Regions from separate parts of the Mus musculus genome. Here region 1 is linked to region 2. The links are chromatin contacts, called in public promoter capture Hi-C maps. All regions are on one chromosome and are shown on one strand. The core of a region is the stretch at or near the end of the contact, and the rest is flanking DNA. Distances in the headings are between cores, read along the strand shown. Region 1 overlaps Adat1 (adenosine deaminase, tRNA-specific 1). Region 2 holds the start of Mlkl (mixed lineage kinase domain-like).

What was found. Promoter capture Hi-C pulls out the DNA fragments that hold promoters and counts their contacts.
Region 1: a contact with region 2 is called in a promoter capture Hi-C map of liver, with 2.6 times the contacts expected there. The contact joins the enhancer-like site here to the promoter of Mlkl in region 2. A contact is called at or near these places in 6 of 39 promoter capture datasets (the C10 cell line, HPC-7-derived erythroid cells, liver and 2 more) and 2 of 484 Hi-C or Micro-C datasets (LSK cells and embryonic stem cells).

The regions. Positions count from the first base shown.
Region 1 is chr8:111,975,043-111,978,193 of GRCm38.p6, reverse strand. Adat1 (adenosine deaminase, tRNA-specific 1) reads left to right here. Exons shown (of 10, transcript NM_013925.5): 8 at 56-155. Among named protein-coding and RNA genes, the nearest start is that of Adat1, 16 kb to the left of the region's middle. Within about 2 kb of position 1,578, at least 49 of the 459 cell types and tissues checked have an H3K27ac peak or open chromatin away from gene starts, as enhancers often do. A contact at or near this core is called in LSK cells and liver, where this site is marked.
Region 2 is chr8:111,336,790-111,339,879 of GRCm38.p6, reverse strand. Mlkl (mixed lineage kinase domain-like) reads left to right here and starts at 1,675. Exons shown (of 11, transcript NM_029005.3): 1 at 1,675-2,056.

The DNA of each region.
Region 1 (3,151 bases), core at 329-2,828, 640 kb before region 2:
ACTGCCGAGAGAAGCCTCTGGCCAGGTTTTAACCCCAGGATTCCTCTCTTCCTAGCTATCAGCTGGAGCGCTGTCCCTCAGCAGCCCTTGGATGTTACAGCCAATGGTTTTCCACAGGGAACAACAAAGAAAGAGATTGGAAGCCCTAGGGCCAGGTACAGCTTTCTGGGGCTGGGGAGAGGGTAGCTATGAATTCAACCCTTCCTATCCAATTCTGAGACTTTTTCATTTCCCCCAAAAGGAAACTAATTACTCTTTCCTCCTCCTCCTCCTCCTCCTCCTCCTCCTCCTCCTCCTCCTCCTCCTCCTCCTCCTCCCCCTCCTCCCCCTCCTCCTCCTCCCTCACATCCTCCTCCTCCTTGGCCCTTGGAAATCCCTCCTTTGCTACACTTACTTTCTCTGTTTCTGTCTTCTGGATACTTCCTATAAATGCAGCCCTTTCCCGTGGTTTCCCCGTGGTTTCCCCATGGTCCTCTGTGTCTGCCTCACCTACCCAACATGTCTCACAGCGCACTCGCTGTGTGCACTGGCGCCATGTTCACTGCATGGGTGAGCAGCTTGCTTACCCCTCATTGGCCTCTCCTCTCTTCAGTGAGGCCTTGGGGACGTTCTGCTCCAGGCTGCTATTACAAATGGTGCTGGTGTGAACAACCAGGTACCTGTCTTGTATGCTGTAATTCCTCCTAGGGAACACACATACCAGTGAAATAGCGGGCCATGTGGTTACCACATGGCTAGCTTTTTAGGATGAGTGAACCATCTTCCCAGCACCTGTGCCATGGCCATTCCCACGAACCCTGGAGAGGAGCCCCAGCTGCCTTGCATCCTGCCCCACGCTTGTGATTGCTGTCAGGTCTGAAGGGCTGCTCCTTGTTTCGCTCTGCATTTCCCAGTCACTGATACTACGGGCATCTTTTATGTGCTGTGTGCTTGCTAACCATTTGTAGTCTTCTTTGGAGAAATATCTGCTCTCGTTCCTTGCCCATTCTGTAACTGATTTGTCTTTATTTTTAATTTTTAAATTACATCCATGTATTTTGGGGGACCGTGTGGAGGTCAGAATACATTTTGTGGGGTTCAGTTCTCCTCTTCCACCTTGTGGATCCCAAGGACCAAACTCAGGTCTCTATGGACCAGGCTGGCCTTGAACTCACAGAGATCCTCCCACCTAGGCATGTGCCTCCAGACCCAGCCCTTTTTACTTTTTTAAAAAGGATTTTGTTCATTTTACTTTATGTGTGTAGGTCTTTTTCCTCCATATATGTCTGGGCACTATGTGTGTGCAGTGCTCACAGAGGCCAGAAACGGGTGTCAGAGTCCCTGGAACTAGAGTTACAGTTTTGAGAGCCATCTTGAGAGTGCTGGGAATTGAACCAGGATTCGGCAGAGCAGCCAGTGCTCCTAACCACTGAGTCCTCTCTGCTGCTCCCTGTTTTGATAGCGCCTTTTACTGCACAAAAGTTTTGAATTTTAATAAGGTCAAATTTATGTACTTTCTCTTTTGCTTGGCTGTACCTTTGGTTGCTTATCTAAGGAATCAGGGTTACAAAGGTCTGTGCTTTGTTTCTTGTGTTTCCTGTGGTAGAGGGGCGGGTTTCCTGCTGTGCTCTGGATCTGTTTGGGACTGACTCAGTCTCCTCTTTGGCCCCCACTCTGCTGACTGTGGCTTCTCTTAGAGTCTTTACCCTCACACTTCTAGAGGCCAACTCAGCTACCGCTACCCCCTGAATCAGGAGGATCACCTCTCCAGTGCTATGGTGCAGCTCTCCAGCCTGTCACAGTGTGTCAGTGTTCCCTGTGTGACCTGGAGTGTGTCACCTTCTAACCCTATTGTCTGTATGAGTTGGGGGCAAGGCCAGCTGTTCTGTGGGCTGCAATGTTCTTTTATCTGTTCAACGAGAGTTCGTGGGTAGACCACTTGTCTTAGTTACTTTTCTCCTGCTGTGACCAAGCACCATGGCCAGGGCAACCCACAGGAGGAAGCTTTTAATGGCAGCTTAGGTCTCAGAGGGTGAGTCCAAGACCATCATAGTGGGAGCATGACAGTAGGCAGGCTGAGAACTTAATCCTTATCTGCAAGATAAGGATAGAGACAGACAGACTGACTGACAGACAGAATATGAATTAGAAGGAAGACTCTGCAGGGCAGCAAAACCTTGGGGACTGAAGGGGCCAGTATCAGACCCTGGTACCATTTCTCCCAGGGGTAACTAGGCAAAGCACTCAGCCTCTCCCAGCTTACTTGCCAACTGTAAAGCAAAGTTAAGCAGTGTCAGAACTGAGCGAAATGGCATTTTGCAAAATTGATTTCCCTTGTAGCCACCTAATGACCTTTGAACATTACTGGTACAGGGATTCCAGCTCACTCTATCCTAGGACCAGCAGCTGCTAGAAGAAGCAGGCCCCTCACCGCTCATCCCTAAGTGAATGCATTGTGAGGCCCCCTCTGGACTCTCTGGGGACCTCAGATGGCATTGTTAGACTCAAGAAGGGAGTGTGTAAAACAATGGGAAATACCAATAACCTCATAAAAGATGCTCATGTTAAGAAGCTTGGTTTTTACTCTGCATAGTAGAGGCTAATTCTCTTTATCCCGAAGAAAAACAGCCTCTGTGTCCATTGAGACACTAGAATATTCTGGAAAGATCACGAAACAGCTCACTGAAAAGGATGAGCAGGGGGGTTTGCTTGTTTGTTTTTACGTGTGTGTGTGTGTGTGTGTGTGTGTGTGTGTGTGTGTGTGTGAGAGTCTACACTTGGGTGAAGATGACCACAGAGGCCAGGGGCTGCTGAATGAGGAGGTGGAGCCACCAGACTCTGGTACTGAGAACCGAGTTGAGGTCCTCTGTAAAGCCAATATGCACTCTGGACTGCTGAGCCATCTCACCAACCCGGGCTGAGAGATTTTAACTACATTCATACATTGTTTGTTTGTTTGTTTTGTATGCACCTATGCATGCACTCACATATCCCATAGCACATGAATGTGCACACATTTACACATGCCATAGTACATGTACAGAGGCCAGAAATCCAACCTGGACGGGTCATCACTCTGAGCAGCCAGCACCTTCCTCCTGAGCCACCTCACCAGCCCAGGTGAGAGGTTTTATTTTCAAGCTACTTAAGTATGGGCGACAGGGAGATGTCA
Region 2 (3,090 bases), core at 426-2,925:
TTGCCTTGGTCATGGTGCCTGTTCACAGCAGTAAAACCCTAACTAAGGCAGGCACATACATAAATCTCTAGACCTAAGACAACTGACAAGGGAGAACAATTACAAAGTGGGCCTGATGGCCCGAGTCTGTTATTCCAGCCACATGGGAGGCTAAGAAAGCAGGGATCACAAAAGTTCAAGACCTCCTCAGGTAACTTAGAGAGACATTGTCACAAAACAAAGAGGGGGCTGGCTCGGTGATAGGGAACTTGCCTAGCAAACACAGAATCCTGGGTTCAATCCACAGCACCACAGAAAAGAAGTGTGGTGGTGCACTTCTGTTATCCCAGGATGAAGGAGGGGAGGCTGGAGGACCAACAGTCTAAGAACACTCTTGGCTACACAGTGAATTCCATGCCAGCCTGGGCTACATGAGATCTTGTGGGGAATGTCTGTGGGGAGAAAGGGCAAAAAAAAAAAAAAAAGAGAGAGAGAGAAAATGGAGCAGGTGCAATGGCTCAGTGGTTAAGAGCACTGACTGCTCTTCCACAGGTTATGAGTTCAAGTCCCAGCAACCACATGGTGGCTCACAACCATCTGTAATGGGTTCTGATGCCCTCTTCTGGTATGTCTGAAGACAATGACAGTGTACTCACATAATATAAAATAAATAAATCTTTAATAAAGAAAAGAAGTGAGAAAACAGGTAAACTAAGCCCCCCAGACATCCCTGAACTATGTTGCCTCAAAGTAAAATGTCTCCCCATACAATTTATTTCTATTCTTTCCCAGCTATATAGCATGAGTCAGCCAACGGCATTTTCTTCTTTCTTTCCTTCCTCTTTTTAAATTTTGTTTTAGTTTTATTTTTGAGATATATATCTCAACATATATCTGAGTGTGTGTGTGTGTGTGTGTGTGTGTGTGTGTGTGTGTAGAGCTTTAGCGCTCTTGGAACTGGATTTGTAAACTAGGTTGGCCTCGAACTCACAGAGATCCTGAGTGCTGGGACTCAAGGTCTGTGCCACCACCAACTAGCTAATGAAAGGTTATTTCTTATACTAGCTAACTGGGGGTATAACTGACAAATAATAAACTCATCTTGAAAAATAACAAAGTTTGGAGATGACCTTAGAAGGGGAAAAAAAGGAACTGACCCCTACTTGGGTAACTTCACACTCCCTTAAACTTCCTCCATTACTCTCCATCCCCTGCCCCAGGATTATTCAACACAAAGCAGCTAAAGGAACCGCCTCAGCACTTCTACGGGTTACCTCCATTTTTATGTATTTACCGGTGTGGTATGCATGCGTTTGCGTGCCAGGGCCAGTGCACACGTTGAAGTCAGAGGACAAGGCCTTTTGCCTCGAGAGAGGAAAATGACTCAGGACATCCGCCTCACTTTCGTTTTCTTTTTCTTTTTCTTTCTTTTTTTTTTTTTTTAATTATGCTGAAGTTCCAGGCTATCCCTTACACTGGCTATCAGGGCTCTCTGCAACCTTATTTTCTCAACCCCCAAATTCAAGACCTCAAACAGAGAACCTGGGAAGAGTAACTATTTAATGGATTTGGGGAAAGAATCAGCCAACTAGGGGCTTCAACTGGGAGCTGTCCAGAGAGCGGGTGTGGGAAGCTGGCATATCTCCAGTAGGAGTAGAAAGCCGGGGGAAGGCGTGTCAAACTGGCCGCGGCTTCCGGAGCAGAACTCTGGACAGAAATAGCTGTCGGACAGGTTGGTTTTGAGGACTCTGCTGGAGCATTGCTGCGTTGGCCCAAATTTGACTTTAGGCGGGAACCGCGGCTGGTGCGGAGTTCCTCCGAGAGGCGAGAGCTTTAAGGTTGCACCAAGGGAGGGGACTCAGGACACCGGGGACCTGCTCCGACCTGGCGTGCATTGTCAACGAGGCAGAAGACCGCGGTCCGGGAGCGGCGGGAGACTGATGATCCTACAGGAACTGAGCGCAGGATAGACCGGACGAGCGCCCCTCGGAGATCACGTAGAATCCAGTGAGCTGTAGCGCGGCAGGAGGAAGCAGGAGAATCCCAGAATCACAGATTGGACTTCCTGGAACTTAGGGTGAGTTGGTTTCGATTCCCTAACTAAATTGGGCTGTTATTCTGCTGAGATCTCTGCTGACCTTTTTTTGCCCAAGGAGGATGGAGATCGAGGAATGGCATTCGAGGAAAGGCAAAAGGTGGGGACTGGGGACCCGCCCCGAGGTGCCCAAGTCGTAGAGTAGATGGGTAGTCAGTAGGACAATTAATTTCCAGCACAGACGATTACGGGGGTTTGGGGTAGGGGTGGGGGAAGCGGGGACTCAGGACAGGGTTTCTCTGGGTGGCTCAGGCTGCACTGGAACTTGGAACTTGTTCCGTAGACCAGGCCGGACATGATCTCAGAGATCTGCCTGCCTCTTGATTGCCAAGTGCTGAGACTAAGGGCATGTATGCTCCACCATTACTCAGCGGGATTCCAGTTCTTAACTATGAACGCCCTCTTCCTTTTCTGGGGCCCATTTCACGAATAATCTAACGTAAAGTTTTTTTTTTAAAGGGCATCTGATTTTTTTTAGACTATTTATTTATTTGTTTATCGAAACAGGATCTCACTGTGTAGCTCTGGCTGGCCTGGAACTCACTGTATAGTCCAGGCTGGGGGGGGGGGGGAGGATATGAGTAATTAATATATTTAGTAGTGCTTCCAGATTTTTCTCCTTTGCTCTCAGACATCCAAGAAAGAGCCTTGACGACTTGGGCTCACCATCTGGGAATGGCTGGGCCCCGAGATCCATTGATTTTTCTCTAAGAGCGTCCTGACAGGCTAGAGAGATGGCTCAGCCATTAAAGAGTACTCTGACATTAATGCCTGTGCCTCCTGCCCAGGAATCCTGGGGACAAGGAAAACTAATTACTCACATGCTTGATTTCAGTTTGGCTGCTTTTTCACTTTTTTTTTTTTTTTTTTGGTAAGATTTAGATTTATTTAATTTGTTTTATGTGAGTACACTGTTGCTATCCTCAGACACACCAGAAGAGGGCATCAGATCCCATTACAGATGGATGTGAGCCACCGTGTGGTTTCTGGGAATTGAACTCGGGCCCTCCAGAAGG